Linked DNA regions of Mus musculus: region 1 is linked to region 2. Evidence: chromatin contacts called from public Hi-C data. All regions are on one chromosome and are shown on one strand. Each heading gives the region's core, a stretch centred on a gene start, on an enhancer-like site or on the middle of the called end of the contact. The rest is flanking DNA. Distances are from core to core; before and after follow the strand shown. Region 1 holds the start of Ppie (peptidylprolyl isomerase E (cyclophilin E)). Region 2 holds the start of Ppcs (phosphopantothenoylcysteine synthetase).

Evidence for each region. A called contact is a pair of places that touch in the nucleus more often than the background predicts.
Region 1: a Hi-C map of B cells shows a contact between it and region 2, with 5 read pairs. The contact joins the promoter of Ppie here to the promoter of Ppcs in region 2. A contact is called at or near these places in 1 of 39 promoter capture datasets (cranial neural crest) and 1 of 484 Hi-C or Micro-C datasets (B cells).

Annotation. Positions count from the first base shown.
Region 1 is chr4:123,135,260-123,141,758 of GRCm38.p6, forward strand. Ppie (peptidylprolyl isomerase E (cyclophilin E)) reads right to left here and starts at 4,692. Exons shown (of 10, transcript NM_019489.6): 1 at 4,643-4,692; 2 at 3,607-3,705; 3 at 2,267-2,310; 4 at 1,613-1,639; 5 at 337-418. The coding sequence starts at 4,673.
Region 2 is chr4:119,417,965-119,424,381 of GRCm38.p6, forward strand. It overlaps Ppcs (phosphopantothenoylcysteine synthetase), which reads right to left and starts at 4,456. Exons shown (of 3, transcript NM_026494.4): 1 at 3,882-4,456; 2 at 3,616-3,719; 3 at 563-1,329. The coding sequence starts at 4,389. The coding sequence ends at 1,006. Zmynd12 (zinc finger, MYND domain containing 12) reads left to right here and starts at 4,720. Exons shown (of 8, transcript NM_001014900.2): 1 at 4,720-5,031. The coding sequence starts at 4,922.

The sequences.
Region 1 (6,499 bases), core at 3,442-5,941, 3.7 Mb after region 2:
TGTTGAATCCCTCTGAGACTCCCTAGAGGGCCTGCTCTTAGCAGGACAAAAGGAAAAGGCTATATCGAAGACAAAGATAGGGTTTTGCTGGCTTCAGCTCTTTTATAGAAATGGAGTACCAAGAAAACGAGGAGGAGACCACACAGGGTTCTCTCATGAGAGGAACAATTACTTTGGCTTTGCCGACTATTCACTGATAAAGGAAATGTATATCCTTCACTAGTGTGAGCCACCCTCTTGTCCCCCTCACTCTCGTCCCCCAGAAGCAGCACTGAACACACACATAAAGAAGGGCAAATCAGACAACCTGACAAGCACTCTGAGGTACCCACTCACCTGGCCTGGAAGAGCCCTCTTTAATTCTCATTGGCTTGGCCAAATTGACACGAATCGTCCGTCCAAAGAGCTCAGATTCATTCTGAAAAGATTGTAAATCCAGCTGCTTAAACTGTCAGGTTACAAAACTCTGGCAGCACCTAGGTGGTGGTGGCATGCATCTGTAATCCTCAGGAGGCTGAGGCAGGTCATCTCTGAGTTCAAGGGTAGTTTAGAGTCTGAGGACAGCCAGTGTTATACAGAGAAACCCTGTCTCAAACAAACAACTCTGCAGCTTTTCATTTACTTCTGAAACCTGATTGGTGTTTCCTTTGAATCCTAGATCCCTTAGCAATGAAAGCTATGCTCTCACCACAAACAGTATCAAGGAAAGAAAATTACAAGGTACTTCCTCCCCAGAGCTGCTGCAAACCTGTAATACCACCAAAGACCTGCACTACTAAGAGTAATTCTGAGCTCAAAGGATGCAAGTGACAGGGAAAAATGTACATAGATCTGAGTTCACCTTTGAAAGCAAGATCGGCTTTGAAATAGCATACATGGAAAATAGGTGGTAGAGGATAATGAATAAACAACTTCAGCAAGATATCAGCACCAGGAAAGGCCACTTAATGTAAACCTTAAGTCAGCAGTGAAAACTTTGTGGCAAAAAAAAAAAAAAAGTCTTTTATTAGAATTTTATGAAACCAGAAAAACATAAAAGTGTAAATTTCTTAGTATGAGAATCAATTACGCATTGATTTATAATGGAAATATGTAACCAGAGATGATTAGTTTTATAGATTTTTTTCCCAGCAAAGTTCTAGCCACAGGATATGACACCTTTGCACTTCACCTCTGACATGACATATAAGTGTCTTAGGCAGGCCACAGATCTTGAAGAGTGCCATTGTTTCCAAGGACTCTTCCAGCTGTTCTAATCAGCTGTGTCAGTAGCGTGGCCTTTGGTTACCTCTTCCTGAATCTCTCTTCTCTGTTATTAACTGGTCTACTATTTCATGAAACCCTTCCCGTTTGCTATCACGTAGGGTGGACGGCCAGTGAGAGACAAGCCAAGCAGATCAGTGAGCAGGACGTGCTCAAGTAACGGGGAGGCGTCTGGGCGGGAACCAATTTTACTACTGACCAGCCCACAGTGGATGTTTTTACTTGAAGGTAACCTTTACCTCCCCACCCAATCCTGACACTTCAGAAATTCAGAATACCAGTATCTGAACAAGGGCCCACTGTACCAGCGAAAGGCACCTTCAGTTAGAATGAGGATCCCCAGCCATACCATGTTGTCGATAGCTGCTGCCGCATCCTGCCAAGGAAATGCAAAGTGTAAGTTTAGGCTTGTAGTGGAATACTTCTTGTGTGTCTAAATGCACACTTGGTAGCAAAATAAACAGGAAAAAGTCACCTCTGTACTTCCTGCCTAGGTGGGGTGTGTGACCAACAACACTTCTTGGGCAGTTTTTCAGCTCACTGTACCATAATCTCTTTCTAGCTGAAGGTGTTTTTTCTAGCTGAAGGCTTAAGAGATAATCACCTGCACAGCCAGGCAAGAATGTTCAGTGAACAGAGCTGGAAGAGCCCTGCAGAGTAAGACAGGCAGGGTCTGACTGGGTCTGAGCTGTTATTGACAGATCAGTCTACTAGGAAGCCTTGCTTCAAACAGCATTTCTGGACCTCTGAAAGCATTACCCTAGGACCCGGAACCTAAGTAAATGGGAAATAGCTTCCGCTTTAGCAGTAGGTACTCAACCCTTTAATACAGTTCCTCATGCTGTGGGGACCTCAAACTATACAATTATTTAGTTGCTATTTTATAACTGTAATTCTGCCATTGTTATGAATCATAACTTAAATACATGATATACAACCCCCACAGGCTGAGAACTGTTTCTCTGTAGGAACAAAAGACTTAAGCAAAGCACAAAAGTCTCACCTCTGCCAACTCAAACTCAACAAAAGCAAACCCTCGGTGTTTTTCTGCAAAAAAGGGAAATAAACACAAAGATCTAGGTAACTGCTATGTGAGGCAAGAGAAGAAAAGAGAACAATCACAAAGAAGCCGGCCCATACCATGTCCAGACACCAGAAAACCTACTCAGTCATGATTTACAAAGGACCCTCATCCTTTGATTCCTCTTAATACCTGAAGCAATAATAAACATCTTCTAGGGATAAAGCTACATACTGAGGAGCTGGAGAGATGGCTCAGCGGTTAAGAGCACTGACTGCTCTTCCAAAGGTCCTGAGTTCAAATCCCAGCAACCACAAGGTGGCTTACAATCATCCCTAATGAGATCTGACACCCTCTTCTGGTGCATCTGAAGACAGCTACAGATATAATAGATATAATAATAAATGAATCCTTTTTTTTTTTAAAGCTACATATTGAACTTCAACTTCTCATGAAGTGTAAACTGGCAAGGTAAGTTATTTAGCAAATCAACTATTTATCCAAATCTACAATTTGATTCCAGGTGCCACAGCACACACCTGTAATGCTAACTACTTAGGAAGCTAAGACAGAAGGATCATCAGTTTGGAGGCCAGCCCGGACAACACAGTTAAATCATTTTGAAATAGAAACAAAACAAAAACAAATACAGGCCAAAAAAAAAAAAAAGCCATCAACCAAATATATAATCTGATCAACTACAGATAAATTCTAAAACCTGTAAGGAGATTCAGTTTTATCCTGAGACAAATTCTGAGCTAAGAAAAAGCCCCCACACAACAGTGCCAACTAGAAAGTCAGTAGAACATTTCTTGCATATGTTTCTGCTGTAGCCCAGACTGACCTTAAACTCTATCCTCCCGCTGCAGCCTCTGAATTGCTAGGTTTACAGGCATGTGCCACCGTGGCCATCAACTACTCTACTGGTTTTTAGGGGGTGGGGAGATTCCCCAGACTCAGAGTTTAAAGATCTTGCTATTCCCACCCTGTCTCTCTCCTCTCTGCCCCTCTGCCTCTCTGTGTGTGTCTCTGCCCCTCTGCCTCTCTGTGTGTGTCTCTGTGTGTGTCTCTGCCCCTCTGCCTCTCTGTGTGTGTCTCTGTGTGTGTCTCTGCCCCTCTGCCCCTCTGTGTGTGTCTCTGTGTGTGTCTCTGCCCCTCTGTGTGTGTCTCTGTGTGATTAGTGCTGGGAACTGAAACCAAAGCCTCATATGGTGGGCAAGAATTCTACTAGAACTTAAGAATGTAAATTTAGAACTGGAATGTGACTTTAATTCTTTCCCTATCGGAGGGTAATGAGCGTTAAAGACACTCAAATGACCCACCTGTTTCATAGTCCAGAGGAATTTGAATATCTGTGATGTCTCCAAAGGGGATAAATGCAGCATGAAGAACCTTGTCGTCCACCTCTTCTGCCAGCCCGCCTGCAAATGAGCCAAGGACCTTCTGAGCCGCTGTCCTACACACTCAGAGGTCCCTGCACACCAGGGACTTTGCCTGTCACTGGTATGACAGGCAAAGGGAGGGATCTTTCCATCCAGTCCTTTGTCTACACAAACATCTCTCTCTACAGCCTACCCACACTACTTTCCTTTCTTCAATCTCCTTTTAAACAGTTCTGATTCGATCTCCAACTCTTGTGAAAGCTTTGTAACTGACCTCTCTGCCTCAATTCCTTCCTCCAACCGCCCCCCCCCAACCAAATATAAGTGGAAATGAATCCATCGGTTCTCTTAGACTTCAAAGTCTTAAATGTCACTGTCCTCAAGATAAAGTGAGAGCTCCTTGGTAGTGTACACAGGGTTATCATCCGACTCTCGCCGATCTCTCTTGTATCTTCCATTTTGTTTTCCCCAATTTCCCTGAGTTTCTCGAAAAATGACCCAGCTGCCCCTAGGCGCCAGGCTCTTTTACGCCTTTGAGCTTCGGCTCCGGTGCAGCGAACAGCTTTGCCTCTACTCTGACTCTTTGCCCAACTCCTGCTCAACTTCTGCGTCCCGGCAACAGAAAGTTTGCCCTCACCCAAGTTCCTGTCATCATTGTTAGTCCCTATTACAACGCTAGGGTGTGTAGGTTATTTCCCACTTTCTCCTAGATAGTCTGGTAACTCCTCCTTTAGGGCAGAGATCCAGCCATTCCGCACTGAATGTTTGTAAAACGAATGGGCGGGAGGGATTTGGAAGCCCAAAATTCTTGTCACTCGTCGGGGTTCCTGTGCGCTTAGTGGACTAGGAAGGTCGCCGGAATTGTCCTTCCATCTCGGGCTCACACCCTCAGGCCCAGCAAGCCCTCCATAGACCCCGGCTGCTTTCCCCCTTTCCCACATTGCTCAGACTAAGTCTAGCTCCCGCGCCTGCTCACCCACGTACAGCACACGCTTGGTGGTGGCCATCTTGCTCGCGCCCGTTTCCGCCGGAAGCCGGCACTCGGCCGGCCCCCTCGCCGTCGCCCCTCCCCTTAGGTCGGGGCGGGTCTTTGTGCGGCTGCAGGCTCCGCCCCTTCTTGGCTGTAGCTCCCAGAGCTGGAAGGAAACAAACCTTGGTCTGATCAACCTAGATATTAACGGCAATTGAACCATTACCAACACACTATGGTCCGGGCTGTCCAGGCAGCTGTTTTTGGCCAATTCGGGAGCCAAGAACGGTTTTTACACTTTGAACCGGGGTGAGGCGAAGGATCGACAATATTTCTTGAGAGATGAAAATTATATGAAATTAAAATTTCAATATCACGAAGTTTAATTGTTAGAGTATAGCCACATCCGTTCCTTTTCTATTGTCTGGCTGCTTTCATGTTACAAAGGGAAGAGACCTGTTCCTCCCACGGCCATTGATATTTTACCATCTGGCCCTTTGGGCAAAGTGTTTGCTATACTCTTGTTCTAACGTAATATTTAAATTTATAGGTTCTCAATAGCAGTACAAAACAGTAGGATCACATTTGTTTGCTTGTTAGAGTATCCCACTATGCCTTCCAGATCTCAGCCTCCCCAGTGCTGAAATCCCAATTGAATACCACCAACCTACCTCAAATAGAAATTTAACAAGTTTTATTTTATGTATTTATTTTGAGACTGGATCTTCCTATGTAGTCCTGAATATCTTGGAATTCACTATGTAAACCAGGCTGACCTTGAACTTACAGAGATCTCTTCCTGAGGGTTGGGACTAAAAGCATATACCACCACAGGAAGCTTTGCTGTATTGTTAAAGGGCTCTAGCAGGCCCAAGCTTGGTAAGCACAGGTGTGGCAGGCCTTGTCCTTCTCCCCATTCCCTCTGCCTTGCTAATAAACAAACAAACAAACAGGGTTATATTCCTAAAGCTAGCCGTAGGCCAAATAAGGTCTATTCCCTTATTTGGCCTCCTCCTGAGGATGATCACCAAGGTCCAGCTATCAAAGTATTAAAGTTCAACAATTGTATTAGTCAGGGTTCTCTAGAGTCACAGAACTGTGGGTAGTCTCTATATAGTAAAGGAATTTAATCTTAATCTTTGATCTCCCTGTCTTAATCTTCTGAAATCCATAGCCACTATGCCTCAAGATCTCCATACTGAGATCCAGGTCAGAAACTTCTATCTCTCAGCCTCCAGATTAGGGTCACTGATGAGCCTTCCAATTCTGGATTGTAGTTCATTCCAGATATAGTCAAGTTGACAACCAGAAATAGCCACTACAACAGTCAAATCCCCCCTTGGCCTACCCTAATTAATACGGTCAACCAAAACATGACCACCACATCCTAGCCATTCTATCACAGATTCCCCTCTTTTTCCTCTTAAAAAAACATCACACCCACAAGGTCATTTGCTGCTGCTGTCTGCCTGAGCGGAGAACAGTCACTTTCCCCTGCTCAGTAAAGGATCTCTCTATGGAAATAGGTGTTTGAGTGTGGTTTGTGCCTAACCCAGTGTTCAAGAGGGAACACTGTGTGCGGGTCCCTTCAGTTACGGTGCTGGAGATCAGACGTAGAGCTGAAGACCATTCCTCGGCAAATATTCTACCACTGATCCATATCCTCAGCTACTGTAGGCAGAGCATTTAGATTTTCCTGAGGTAACTTTTATAAACTTTGTTATTCAAATGTGTGTGTATACGCATACTTGTGGAAGCCAGAGGACAACTTGATGGAGTAGATTCTCTCCTCCTACCAGATCAGGTCCCAGGTTTGCAAGGCAAGCGCTGTTACCAGCTGAGCCACCTCACAGCCCCTTGAGG
Region 2 (6,417 bases), core at 3,206-5,705:
CAGCGTACTGAGTGTAAAGTGCCAGACATGAGACCAATGCTCTATTTTTATCCCTACACTGTAGATACATAAACTAAGATTAAGTCAAGGGCCTCATTCATGAATCTAGTAGAATGCCCAGCTGGCTATCTAAACACCACACTTTATCACAGGGTAACAGTTCCCTCAGGGCAGAAGCAATCATTTAACTCCTGCCAGGGTCCAAGTGGAAGGCTGGTTATCTATCCGAAGAACAGCCTTAAAATATTTGAAAAGTATTACCTAAATATGGAATAAATCTAGGCCAAGAGGCAAAAAGTAGATGTAGGGAGGTCTGTGATCTACCTTATCTGCATTACTCCTGTTTTAGTAAAAACGTCTTTCTTCTTAAAAGACCCAGGTTTGATTCCCAGAACCTACATGGAGGCTCACAAGTTCCAGAGGCTCTGATTCCTTCTTCTAGCCTCCAAAGGTACCGCAGACCCATGGTGTATAAACATACATGCAAGCAGAAACACTCAAACACATAAAATAACTAAATTGTAAAAGAAAAAAAAAACAATAACAAAAAACCAGAAACCCGCCCTTTCCAAGTGTCCCTTTGTGGGCACATACTTTATTGCACATAAATTTTTGTACATCCAGTTCCCAAATGAGACGTGCTCATTCATCTTTCAGACCCTCACAGCTCACAAAGGCCCTGGCACATGGTAGGCACTTGATAAACACTTCTTCAGAGCATGACCATTCACGCACCATGACCTTACAGTAGGCCAACACGCAGCGGCTCCTGGCTCATCTGCTCTGCAGGCCACGCAATCCCACAGTCCTCTTTGTGAACTCTTGTTCACTTTCCAGATCCAGGAGAGCGTCCAGTGTTTCACTCTCAGAACTGAAGTCCCAGCAGGCACTTGCCTGCACACCGCGTTTACTATCTCTTCACTGTGTTGATCCTTAACAGAGGATCAATCTTAGTTCCTATCAGTGGTAAGAGCTCTGGTGTTTGATCCTAGAGGAGCATTTCCTTCAGTTTTTGTCACATATAAAAGCTGTGTGTCGAGACCGAAGGTCATCTACTATCTTCTCTTCTATCACCAAGCCTTTTGCCACCTCCTCCTCGGACAGCAGTAACTCTGTCTCCGAGTCTTTGGTTACAATAATCACAAAGGACTTTATTGACTCCAGGATGTTGGCCACCACCACCTGATGCTGGTAAACTTCCAAAGCATTCCGAGCCCGACTGATTATGATGTCCGGGTCTGTCTCCAGCTTAAAGGAAACTACAAACGCTTTAGGAGCCCAGTCTTTGACCAGAGGGGAAAGCATCTTTGGCACCATCTTCATTGTTATCTGTATCCGAAAAAGCAAGCCAAGTTCAGTTAGTTAACACTGGTCAGTCCCTACCAGGGATCCAAGCAACCAAGGACCGACTTTTGACTAAGGTTAGGTGGGCTTTCTTACAGTTTGGAAACTTCTTGCAGCACACCAAATGCCAAAGACTGGGTTCTGTAGATTCGTTTAGGTTCATATTGAAGCCTGAATTCAGAGCCCATCATCTACTTTGCTGCAAAGTATGTTTTCTGAACCAGTCCTGGCCTGCCATTTTCATTACAATTTCTCAAACGTTCCCCTTTATTTTACTATTTTCAAAGACAGTGTTTCACTATGCAGCCCCGGCTAACCTAGAGGTTGGTATATGGGCCAGGTTGGCTTCAAATGCTGATCTTCCCGCCAGTCTCCAGAGGGCTGGGGTTAGAGGTGTGAGCTGCCACCAAGCCTGGAACTTCCTTTTAACTCATTTAAATATTTTTAAGTCTTTGAGGATTTTATAGATTGTATTTTAATCATACTCATCTCTTTTATTTTTTAAAGAAAATCTGAAGATAACTATAATCTGTTCATAAAAATGTTACTTTGAGCCGGGCGTGATGGCGCACACCTTTAATCCCAGCATTTGGGAGGCAGAGTCAGGCGGATTTCTGAGTTCGAGGCCAGCCTGGTCTACAAAGTGAGTTCCAGGACAGCCTGGGCTACAGAGAAACCCTGTCTCAGGGGAAAAAAAAAAGTTACTTTGGCAGGATTCCAATATATTGGGTTTTAAATCTCTCAAGTCTAAAATGTCGTGCTGGTGGGCGTGGCTACTGATTTGATTTGTACTTGGAGGTTTTTTTTTTTTCATTTGTTAACTAAAAGTATTAATACAATAATCACAACAGAGTACTGAGACATGACTGACTTGGTCTTCACTTGATTAAAGTCCCTGCCCTGTTTCCTAAACCTTATACAACCAAAGGGGAATACTAAGTTGTTCTGGATTTTTTTGTTTTTGGTTTTGGTTTTTTTTTTTTGAGACAGGGTTTCTCTGTTTAGCCCTGGCTGTCCTGGAACTCACTCCGTAGACCAGGCTGACCTCGAACTCAGAAATCTGCCTGCCTCTGCCTCCCAAGTGCTGGGATTAAATGTGTGTGCCACCACTGCCTAGTTCATTCTGGATATTTTTAAGGTAGAAAGAAAAAAAAAAGGATAAACTGGAGATCCCAGGATTTTTAAAGAGTATGAGTTCTGCCTGCAAGTGTGCCAGGAATCCCACACAAGCTCCCACTTGATCTCTCTTCTTGGCATTTACCACCTGTGTGCATCAGGGATTCCCCTGCAGACTGAAAGCAATGCCAGCAACTGCCAGTGTACTTCTCTTCCACAATAACACTTGGCACACAGTAGGTACTCTGAAATGTGTAACTTAACTATCCCCAAGGCGCCCCTCAGACAATTTCATCAATAAACACTACTTATATCAGCCAACAAATGTCTATGATTTCCCTCATGTTCCAAGACACCAAATCACCTTCAATTTTCAGCGGTGACACTAAGGTGACACTATCCTCCCCTTCTTCTTCCTGAAAGGACAATAACCCCCACTTATCCCTCTGCTTCCTAGTTCCAAAATACTAGGATATTCTGTACAAACAAAACTTTTTACTTTTATTTATTTACTTTGAGATTTATTTACTCTCTCACTGTGCAGCTCTGGCTGGCCTGTAATTCACTAGGTAGACCAGGCTAGCCTTGAAATGAAGAGCCCATCTGTCCCTGGAGGGCTGCAATGAAAGGGAAGATGCTGCTGCATCCAAACAACGTCTTGTCTTTCCTTCCACCTTTGTGTCTCCAGGCTCCACAGGATAAAGTTCAAGGGTCTTAAGGAATACAAAGGTTGTGTATACCAAGAGGCAAGATGCCTCTTCAGCCTTACCAAAGCACTTTGGTTCACAGAACATTACCCAGTTGCAAACTCCAACTTGTAACTCCACTTAGAATAACCTTCCCCACTTGATCAGGCCCTCTGTCCATCTTTTGATGAGTCATCTCCATCACCCTGACACCCCCGTCTCACTACCCCGGGGATCTGACTGCACTTTGTACATACCTCCACTACAGCATTTATCATTCTGATCTGTGATTATGGCTGGTGTCCAGGCCCTCGCTAGACTGTGAGATCCTTGAGGGCAGTGTCTTATTCATCTCTGTATTCCCAGTGCCTAGCTCATACAGAAGGCTGAAAGGCCATCCAGATCAAGAGGAAAGTAACCCAAGATTGGTTAGAGGGGGTCAGATCTCTGGAAGAGAAGAGCCCATCACCTGCAGTGGGCCACCAGATGAGTGGATCTTGTGTTCAGGCATTTCGGAGACAGGAATATAGAAATCTGACACTGCCGCGGCCAGGTAAAACATCGCAGAAGAGCCTGTGAAGATAAACGGAGTATAAGAAATCGGGGAAGGGCATGGAATCTTTTCTTTAACTCGGGTTCCTTGGCTGTGGGGTAGGCAGCAAGCAATAGGGAAAAGAGGCTAGGGAGAACGGCTCTACAGCCAGGAAAACCTTTGGATTTCCTTGGAACATTCACCTAATGGACTGAGAGCCAGGGCAGCAGCCTGCAGCAGATGCAGATAATCCGCCAAAGTGGTAAACTCTACAGCCAGAAAGGTGCCGGCAGCGGCTGCCTCTTGGTAGCTCTGCAATGCTGCAGCAAAGCCCGGGAGCGCATTCTCTTCGGCCTCCAGACTCAGCTTGCCCGACTGGGCTGGGCCAGAAGGCCGAAGGGCTGACAGCCAGGCCTGGGGCGGGAAGCGGTGGGCATAGGGGAAGGCCGAGCGCGCTCGGTACAAGAACAGGACTCCATAGCCGGCAGCCAGGAAGACCTCCGCCGACGCGGCTCCGCGTCGCCCGCTACTGAAGTTGTCCAGAAAGCGCACGGCTCGCGCTTCCAGGGGGACCTTGGTGCCTCCAGATGTGATCAGCACCACCCGCCGGCCCTGCTCGCCCAGCCTGGCCGCAAAGCGAGCCATAACCTCGGCCCAGCGCGCAGCACCCGCAGGACGCGGCAACTCAGCCACCAGGTCCATTTCCGCCATCTGCACTGTAGTCACCCCACGGTAGAACCACAGCGCCCGGGCACGCCGGGCCGCTGGCGCCACGCCCCCTTCCGGATACCTGGGCTGCGCGCAGCCGCAAATAGTGACTATGGTCATTCCCTTTCCTATGTCCGCCAGTAGGTCCTGATCTCGCTAAGGCTCGAAATGCTTGCCTGTTCTGGGAAAGCCCGTCGGGAAGCGTCTAGAGGAAGAACGTATCTAGAAAATCCAGAAAAATTATGCTTCCTGTGGATTTCCTAGTTTGGAAAACGAAATGGTTGTTTTTGACCTATACCGGCCACCGTATAGTTCTCCCCAGGCTCGGGCTACATGGCAGTCAAGTTCTGGCTATTTAACCTTTGAGATTTAGAGTTTGTGCTCTCCCCTCCCCAATTGTCGCAGTCAGTCCCGCCCCTCCCCCTTGCCCTTGAAATCCCGACGTCCGGGCTGGCCCGTGGTTGTCACGTGACACCTCAGCCTTGCGGATGCTAGCCAGGCAACCGTCCTGGAGACCGACGCCGCCGGCCGCACCATGAACGTGATCTACCCGCTGGCGGTGCCCAAGGGGCGCCGGCTCTCCTGTGAGGTGTGCGAAGCCCCGGCCGAGCGGATGTGCACGGCCTGTACAGTCACTTATTACTGGTAGGCCCTGGAACATGGTGCCTGGTGCCTCTGCTCCCTCCCTGTCTCCCAACACGGGTCTGGCCTCGTGTGTCTGTCCTTTGTGGCCTTTCCTGCCAGGGACCCCACAAGTCCAGAGCAGGCTTGAAGACGCGTGTCTAAGACTTCTGTGGCTTCCTCTGCGTCTTCTCCGGCTCTGCTGGGTTTTTTGCCTGATGTTTTGCGGGGCTCCTACTGTTACTGTGTTGCAAACCCTTCCTGGTGCTGAACATAATGGGGCCATTTCTGTAGATCTCTCCTCTCAAAGCTCAAGGAGAACTCTGAAGACAGAGAAGTAGACAAATGATAATTTCAGGGAGAAATGGCAAGTCAAAGGAAATGGGAGGAGAAATTGGGCAGACAGCTTCTCTCAGAGTAGACGATTGGTCTGAAGTTAAGGAGCTAAAGAGCCGGTGTTCTTGCCCTACAAAGGCACAGGTAGGGTTCTTAAGTAGGGAAGACGTGTTCTTCAGGACTAGAAGAAAGACTATTGGCCAGTGCACAGCTAAGGGAGTTTGAATGTAGGAGAGGTAGTAATTCAAGATGCGAGGGGTTTAAATGTATTCGCATTAACACCATCCCCATCCTTTTTTATAAGAGAGTTTCATGTAGTTGGTCTCAAACTCACTATGTAAGCTAAGAATTGAACTTTTGAACATCGTACCCACACCCCTCAAGGGCCGGAGTTGCAAGTATGTGTTGCCATGCCTGGTTTGTGTAGTACTAGAGAGAGAACTCAAGGCACCGTGCATACTAGACAAACTACCAACTAAGTCACATCCCCTGCCCTAGACTCTATTTTGGGCCTCACAAAACTAGGATACTGACCTTCCAAACTTAACTCATAGCCAAATGACTTGTGTGTGTGTGTGGTTTTTTTAAAGCCTTATTTTTCATTTTACATGCTAAGTTCTGTCACTCCTGAGCCCTGAGACTTCTGAGGAGGGTAACATGGTGACTGGGGCAGTATCTAAAAAAGGTTTCTTTGAAATAAGATTTGAGTATTGAGAGGCCAGTACGGGCTTGCTATGTGAAGACACAGAAGAAGGGTGGGCCGTTCCAGCCATACAGCACTGGTTTGGTTAAAGAGTGAAAGACCTTGGCTGAAACCTAAATGGGAAAGAAAGCTGCGTGAGTCCCAGCCAGTGATTTCCACACAGGGATTCGGTGAATAACTCACAACCTGCATTTATACTGCATAAATAATATGTATTTGTAAGATGCATTTCTTCCTGCAGGCAGCAGCAGTGTGGGACAGGGGAGGGTCACGATGGCAGGCAGCAGCAGTGTGGGACAGGGGAAGGCAGACCCTGCCTTCTCGTTAGATCACAGGATCCTCCCCTTCTCAGACTGTTCCAGGTGCCCTTC